Linked DNA regions of Ovis aries: region 2 is linked to region 1. Evidence: chromatin contacts called from public Hi-C data. All regions are on one chromosome and are shown on one strand. The core of a region is the stretch at or near the end of the contact, and the rest is flanking DNA. Distances in the headings are between cores, read along the strand shown.

What was found. A called contact is a pair of places that touch in the nucleus more often than the background predicts.
Region 2: a contact with region 1 is called in a Hi-C map of hypothalamus, with 2.9 times the contacts expected there. The contact joins two enhancer-like sites. A contact is called at or near these places in 2 of 16 Hi-C or Micro-C datasets (hypothalamus and liver).

What each region holds. Positions count from the first base shown.
Region 1 is chr14:1,018,580-1,021,785 of ARS-UI_Ramb_v3.0, forward strand. IL34 (interleukin 34) reads right to left here. Exons shown (of 8, transcript XM_042231453.1): 3 at 1,742-2,140. The coding sequence starts at 1,769. Among named protein-coding and RNA genes, the nearest start is that of MTSS2, 32 kb to the left of the region's middle. Within about 2 kb of position 1,877, at least 12 of the 54 cell types and tissues checked have an H3K27ac peak or open chromatin away from gene starts, as enhancers often do. A contact at or near this core is called in hypothalamus, where this site is marked.
Region 2 is chr14:1,205,846-1,209,194 of ARS-UI_Ramb_v3.0, forward strand. ST3GAL2 (ST3 beta-galactoside alpha-2,3-sialyltransferase 2) reads left to right here. Exons shown (of 7, transcript XM_060398225.1): 2 at 1-765; 3 at 2,990-3,183. The coding sequence starts at 427. Among named protein-coding and RNA genes, the nearest start is that of ST3GAL2, 36 kb to the left of the region's middle. Within about 2 kb of position 1,431, at least 5 of the 54 cell types and tissues checked have an H3K27ac peak or open chromatin away from gene starts, as enhancers often do. A contact at or near this core is called in hypothalamus, where this site is marked.

The DNA.
Region 1 (3,206 bases), core at 627-3,126:
AGCAGAGCTCTGACAGCTTGATTTCAGACCGCTGACCTCCCCAGCTGTGACAGAGTGCATTTCTGCTGTTTCGCCAAGTCTGTGGCAATTCATCAGAGAAGGCAATGGCACCCCAATCCAGTGCTCTTGCCTGGAAAATCCCATGGACAGAGGAGCCTGGTGGGCTGCAGTACAAGGGGTCGCTAAGAGTCGGGCACGACTGAGCGACTTCACTTTCACTTTTCATTTTCATACATTGGAGAAGGAAATGGCAACGCACTCCAGTGTTCTTGGCCTGGAGAATCCCAGGGATGGGGAGCCTGATGGGCTGCCGTCTATGGGGTCACACAGAGTCGGACCCGACTGAAGCGACTTAGCAGCAGCAGCAGCAGCAGCAGCAGTGGCAATTCACTGGGGCAGCTGCTCCTTGTCCAGCACCCAGCCCCTCCCGAGCTCCTGATCCGCAGCCCCCGCCACAGCCGGGCCGCTGCACGCCGCCCCATGCACCATGCCCCTCCGCCAGGACTCTCCATTTTCACCTCCCTCTTCAGAAGGGACCTTCATCACCTCCTGCCGGAAGGCTGGAATAGAGACTCTCCCCAGAGCAGAGGGACTCCCGATCCCAGCCCCCACCCCAGACCACGCATCTTCCAGGGCTCCTGCCGTCTCATCAGTCAGCCGCCCCTAACCCTGGCTTCCACAGCCTCAGCCACCCGAGCCCAGACCGACGTCCAGCCTGGCCTCGCACTCCGCCTGCTGAGGTTTGCTCACGCTGTTCCCCCTCCCTGGAAGGAGTGCCGTCCTCACCTCCCCAGATCTATGCATGCAGACCCACCCACCTCTGAGACCATTTCAAGTGGCACCTCACTCTGCTGTTTCTCCTGCTCCCCCTGCCCCTCACGACTTGGAAAATTCCAGAACACCAAGTCTGGGCCCTCCCACCCGTTCTGAACATCCTGACCCTTTGCAGTGCCCTCCGCAAGGGCCGGGGAGGACCCAGCTCCTCAGCGCATCCCTCGGAGGATCAGACCCCAGATCTCATGTAAACAGCACACGGTTCCCAGCACCTAACTCCACGCCGGGTATTAGAGACGCACAAGATAGCCCAGGTCCTTGTCACCATGGCAGTGCCTCTCCAGTGGGCACGTGGGTGGCACCAGAAAAAATATGTTGAATTTGAGTCGACTAAATTGAGTCCTGGAGTCTGAAGGGAGCTTGGTCTGGCTTCCCACCAGCAGACTCGAGAGGCTTCTAGATTCTTTTTCTTTTCTGTCCTCATTTCAACTATTTTTCTTTTTCCCAACACCACCGTTCTCTTCCTGCCTTTTGATTTAGCTCTTCACGGAGGGAGAGGCAGAGGGAACAGCCTGCGCTTCTCTCATATGTCTCAGGGCCCAGACAATTTCATAAGCCCCCACCCCAGACTGGCCACCCCGAGGGAAGCCAGAAGTCTCTCTACTGTGCTCCCCAGCACCAGTGAGCCTGGGCAGGTGAGGTCCTGCCTCCCAGCCCCAGGGCCTGCCCTGTCCCCGTGACCCACTGACTGTGCCCACCCACTCCAAGGCTCACAGCCATCATGCCTGTCTGAGCTGGAGACAGGGCAGACAGCGTGGGAGTCCCTGAGGGCGCTTGCCATTAAGCTGGGAAGCATCTCGACTTCTCCCCAGGAAGAATGCCCTGGTTGCCGCGGTTACAGCAGAGCCCGGCTGCGGGGCCCTCCCCGGGCAGCCCCCACGGACCCCCAGCCCCGCTGGGTACTCACAGCGCAGCCAGGCCAGTCCCTGGGGCATGGTGGTGCACGGGTCTTGCAGAGCACAGACGCGCGTCCCCAGAGGTGTGTCTGCTCACAGAGGCCCGAGGAGGGCCTGCATGGCCCCGGTCAGCAGAGGGAGCCGGGAGTGAGGAAGGGCTGGCCTCGGGGGAGTGGCCGGGCAGGGCGGCAGGTGCCCCGGGCAGAGCTCCCCCTTATCTGCCTGACAGTGCGGGCGGCAGCCAGCGGGCGGCGGCCGTGGGCCCCATGGCAGCAAGACCTGGCCTGAGACGGCTGCCTCGGGGTCTTTCTTCGGAGCAGGACAGAGTCCCCCGCAGGCCTCGGAATCTGCGGCTGGCTTGTGCTTTCTCTGATTTCTCCGTCTGCAGCTGCTCAGTGTGAAACCTGGCTCTGGAAAGAGAAAGGAGGAGAGAAACCGATTATGTAAGCGTGGTGCTGCCACTCAGCCCCCGGCCACAGGCACGCAGAGCCGACCGTGCAGGCGGCAGCCACGGCCAGCTGGGCCCACAGGAAGGCCAGGGGCACACCGCTCGGACGCAGGACCACAGGGCATCCACAGGGCAGCCTCAGTCCAGGGGTGAGTTCGAAGGATACAGGCGGACACCCTGGGGCCAAAACCAAAGCAGGACCAAGGAATGAATGGGCTGTGTGGGTTCAACCTGGGGAGCTTCCTGAGGGGAGATCATAGATAAACCAGATGAATGACTTGGACTGCAGGGAGATTTTTTTTTTTAAAGCAGATCATTCACCACTCTACTCACTTTCAGGCTTAGTTCCATTCTCACATTCCAAATCTGCCTTCCCAAGTATGGAGTACCCAGTTAAATTTGAATTTCACATAAATGATACAAACTTTTTTTTAGTATAATTATGTCATGAATGGGGCTTCCCTGTTAGCTCAACTGGTAAAGAATCCACCTGCAATGCAGCAGACCCTGGTTTGATTACTGGGTTGGAAAGATCCCCAGGAGGAGGGCATGGCAACCCACTCTAGTATTCTTGCCTGGAGAAGCCCCATGGACAGAGGGGCCTGGTGGGCTACAGTCCATCAGGTGGCAAAGAGTCAGACACGGCTGAAAGACTAACGCACAGCACATCACATGTGAACACTTTTTTAGTATAAGTATATCCCAAATATTGCATGGGACATACTTATGCTACAAGAATATTCACTGCCTATCTGAAATTCCAAATTAACTGGGACTCCTGTATCTTCATTTGCTAAATTTGGCAACTCTATTATAAAAAATGCTGTGACTTTTTCTGAGTGTTCACTATCTGGTAGGCCCACAGCTAAGGCCTTTATAATCATTAAATCCTCACAACAACCTTCAGTTCAGTTCAGTTCAGTTCAGTAACTCAGTCGTGTCCGACTCTTTATGACCCCATGAATTGCAGCATGCCAGGCCTCCCTGTCCATCACCAACGCCCGGAGTTCACTCAGACTCACGTCCAT
Region 2 (3,349 bases), core at 181-2,680, 190 kb after region 1:
AACCACAAGGACCCCGAATGCTGCAGACTGGATCGTTTCAAGCCGCCAAAGAGGGGGACCCCCAGAGCTGGCAGCCAGCAACCCCAAGGGACTAGAGGGCTGGGATGGACTGACCTCTTTGCCGGGGCTCCGGAAGCAGCAGAGCCTCTGTGGCCCAGCTAGTGGCAGACGGAGCTGATGAAGCCGTGAGTGGGGCCGGCGGCCGGGACAGGAGCCACTGCCGCCGCCAGACGTTTCTGGCACCGAGGGCGCATGTGCGGGCCCCTGCCGCGGTCCCTGCTCGGCGCCCGCCCGCATGTCCTTTGCACGTGGTGCCAGAGCACGCGGGCTGCGCTGTAGCTGGCCTGCTGGCGGGCTGGGGAAGCAGTGGCCGTGGTGAGGCCCGCCTGCCGCCGGCCTGAGAGCCCAGCTCCCGGGGCGCACACCATGAAGTGCTCGCTGCGGGTGTGGTTCCTCTCCATGGCCTTCCTGCTGGCGTTCGTCATGTCGCTGCTCTTCACCTGCTCCCACCACAGCACGGCCACCCTGCCCTACCTGGACTCGGGCGCCCTGGACGGGGCTCCCCGGGTGAAGCTGGTGCCGGGCTACGCCGGCCTGCAGCGCCTCAGCAAGGAGGGGCCGGCCGGCAAGACCTGCGCCTGTCGCCGCTGCATGGGCGACACCGGTGCCTCCGAGTGGTTCGACAGCCACTTCAACAGCAACATCTCCCCCGTCTGGACTCGGGAGAACATGGACCTGCCCCCCGACGTCCAGAGGTGGTGGATGGTGAGAAAGCCCTGGCCTTTGCTGCCCCTCTCTGGGGTCTGTCCCCTCTGTTTAGGAGACCCCCTGAGAGCCCCCTCTGGGATTTGGGCCGTCTGTCTCCCGGCACCCTTTGTACCCTTCACTGGACCAGCACAGAGTGTAAAGGGTAGAGCAAGCTTTGGCTGGCAAGGGGAGAGAACTCACATTTCCTCGCGCCTGTAGAGGCCAGACAGAGACCAGAAATGCCTGCCGGGTCAAGGAGGTGAAATAAACAGGAGGCAGGTCCCCGGGGAGAAGATGCTGAGACCTGAGGCCCGTGGCAGCAGCAAGGCCTGCCCTTCAGAAAGCAGGTGGCAGCTCAGCTCCAGTGCTTGTTGCCGCGCTGGCCGCTTCCTTGTTTGGAAATGTTTGCCCCAGATAATTAGAAACACTGTTCCATTCAGTCGGTTCTCTCCGCTTGCTAGAAAAGGCTTTCTTCAGGGTTAGGATAAGAAAGTGGCGTCGGGTCCTTTGGGGGCTGAGGTAAGGGAGGAGAGGAAGGCACTCTTCTGGACCCTGTCACCTCTTTGCTGCTTCGGCTCCCTCCCCTCCTCCCGTCGTCTCTGGCACATTGCTCCACAGGCTCCACCAGGGCCATCTGGTCGCCACACATGTCAGCAGTGGCTCCGTGTCAGTCCTTACCCAGGGCCCCGCAGGCTGCCAGCGCTCCCTGCTGAGGGACTGGGGAGCCACTGCATGCTCCCTGGTCTCCCCAGCTGGCAAATGGGGAGGGTGATAACTCTCCCTCTTTCTCACATTCAGGGCAACTGTGAGAATGAGCTCGTGCAATCAGGCCTATCAGAGCCACTCACAGATCCTGCCCCTGGCCCAGCCTGTCAGAGCCCCCGAGGAGGGGGAGTCTACAGGACAGGACCTACCAAGAGCCACACCGGCCCTTCCCGTGGCAACATGGAGCCCTCGAAGGGTCCTGCCTGTTCCTCATAGTCACATCCTTCATTTTATGGGGAAATCCAGGTTCAGAGAGTGCGCAGGGCTTGCCCAAGGGCATTGGTCTCAGAGGTGGCCATGATGGACCGTAGCCGTCCTTGGGCAGTGACGGAGAGGCTGACCAGGTCCCCCTGCCCACAGGGATGAAACTCAGAGCTGTCCAAGCCCTAGAAGCCCCTTCCCTGCTGCTCCCCACAGTCACCCCCCTTCTGCTGTGAACTTAGAAACTCGTGTTTCAGAGCTAAGCTTCCTCTCCACACTGAGTCCCTGTTCTTGTGCTTGGGGGCCCTTGCTGTGCTCAGGGAAGCAGGCCCGCCATCCCCTTCCTGCTTTCCCTTCCCCCGACCAGCTCCTACACAGCCGCAAACCTGCAGCGTTATGGCTCAGACCACGGCATGTTACAGCCCTTAGAGGCGGTGGCCGGGGGGCTGAGTCCAGCTCAGTGTTCTAAAACTGTTTGCCTTAATTGCCATCGTTTAGAAATCAGATTATTTCACATGAGATCTGTATTTTCAGCTTTTCTTGAAAAACTAGAAAATCTGGTCCCTCTCACAGTCCCACAAGGCAACAATTGGCTGAAGTCACCCCTTTTTGATGGCGGTTCCTGTTTGCTATAGGCCCCACCTGCCTCTTCACTGCTGTGTGTTACCTGTCTGGCACCGTGGCGTTTAAGCGCTGCCCTGGCCTCATTTTACAATCTTCAAAATCACTGGTGGCGAGAGGGGCGAGGGACCAGTTTCTTTCCAGCTCTTGACTCTGAGGAATATCTATGCTCTCTTAAGAGCCTTTTCCCCAGGGCTGAGGACTCCAGGTCTCTCCTGGATCTCGCCTGGAGCTTCGGGCTGAGTCCCAGGGGCGCCCCCTGCAGGCTGACTGTGAATGAGTCCCTGAAGCTCCCCTGAGACTTTCCTCATTAACTGCATTCAGAACGACTCTAGAGCAGCTGCCTGGAGAGGACCGCAGAGCAGGGGCCTCTCTACTTTGTGGCACAGGCCTGCAGACCGCTGAAGAACAGGCTGAATAGCGCGTTGACCCCTGAGTCCGGCCAATATTGCAGAGCTGCTCCTGAGAGTCTGGACACCGCTGTGTTGTTGAATGACAGGAGGATCCTCACTGCTCAGGGAGGATTCCCGCCCCACGATAGTAGGAGACCTGCGCAGCTTGGACCCTGGAGGCTGAGGGGAGCAAGCAGGAGTTGCCTCCTGCTCACTCCACCCTCCCTGCACCCCTCTTTCTGTTTTCTCCCTCTCCTCCACAGATGCTGCAGCCGCAGTTCAAGTCACACAACACCAACGAGGTGCTGGAGAAGCTGTTCCAGATAGTGCCAGGCGAGAATCCCTACCGGTTCCGGGACCCCCGCCAGTGCCGGCGCTGCGCCGTGGTGGGCAACTCGGGCAACCTGCGGGGCTCTGGCTATGGGCCTGACGTGGACGGGCACAACTTCATCATGAGGTGAGTCCCAGGGACCCCACAGCTGGATACGGGACAAGCCTCCAGGAGGGGCGCTGGCCTCCTTGGCCTTGCCCAGCTGTGGGAGGAATTGCCAGCTGCTGGGGGTCCTGGAGGACCCTGATTCCCAGAATCTTCCATGACAAGCTCACGTGTCTTGCTTTTGTTT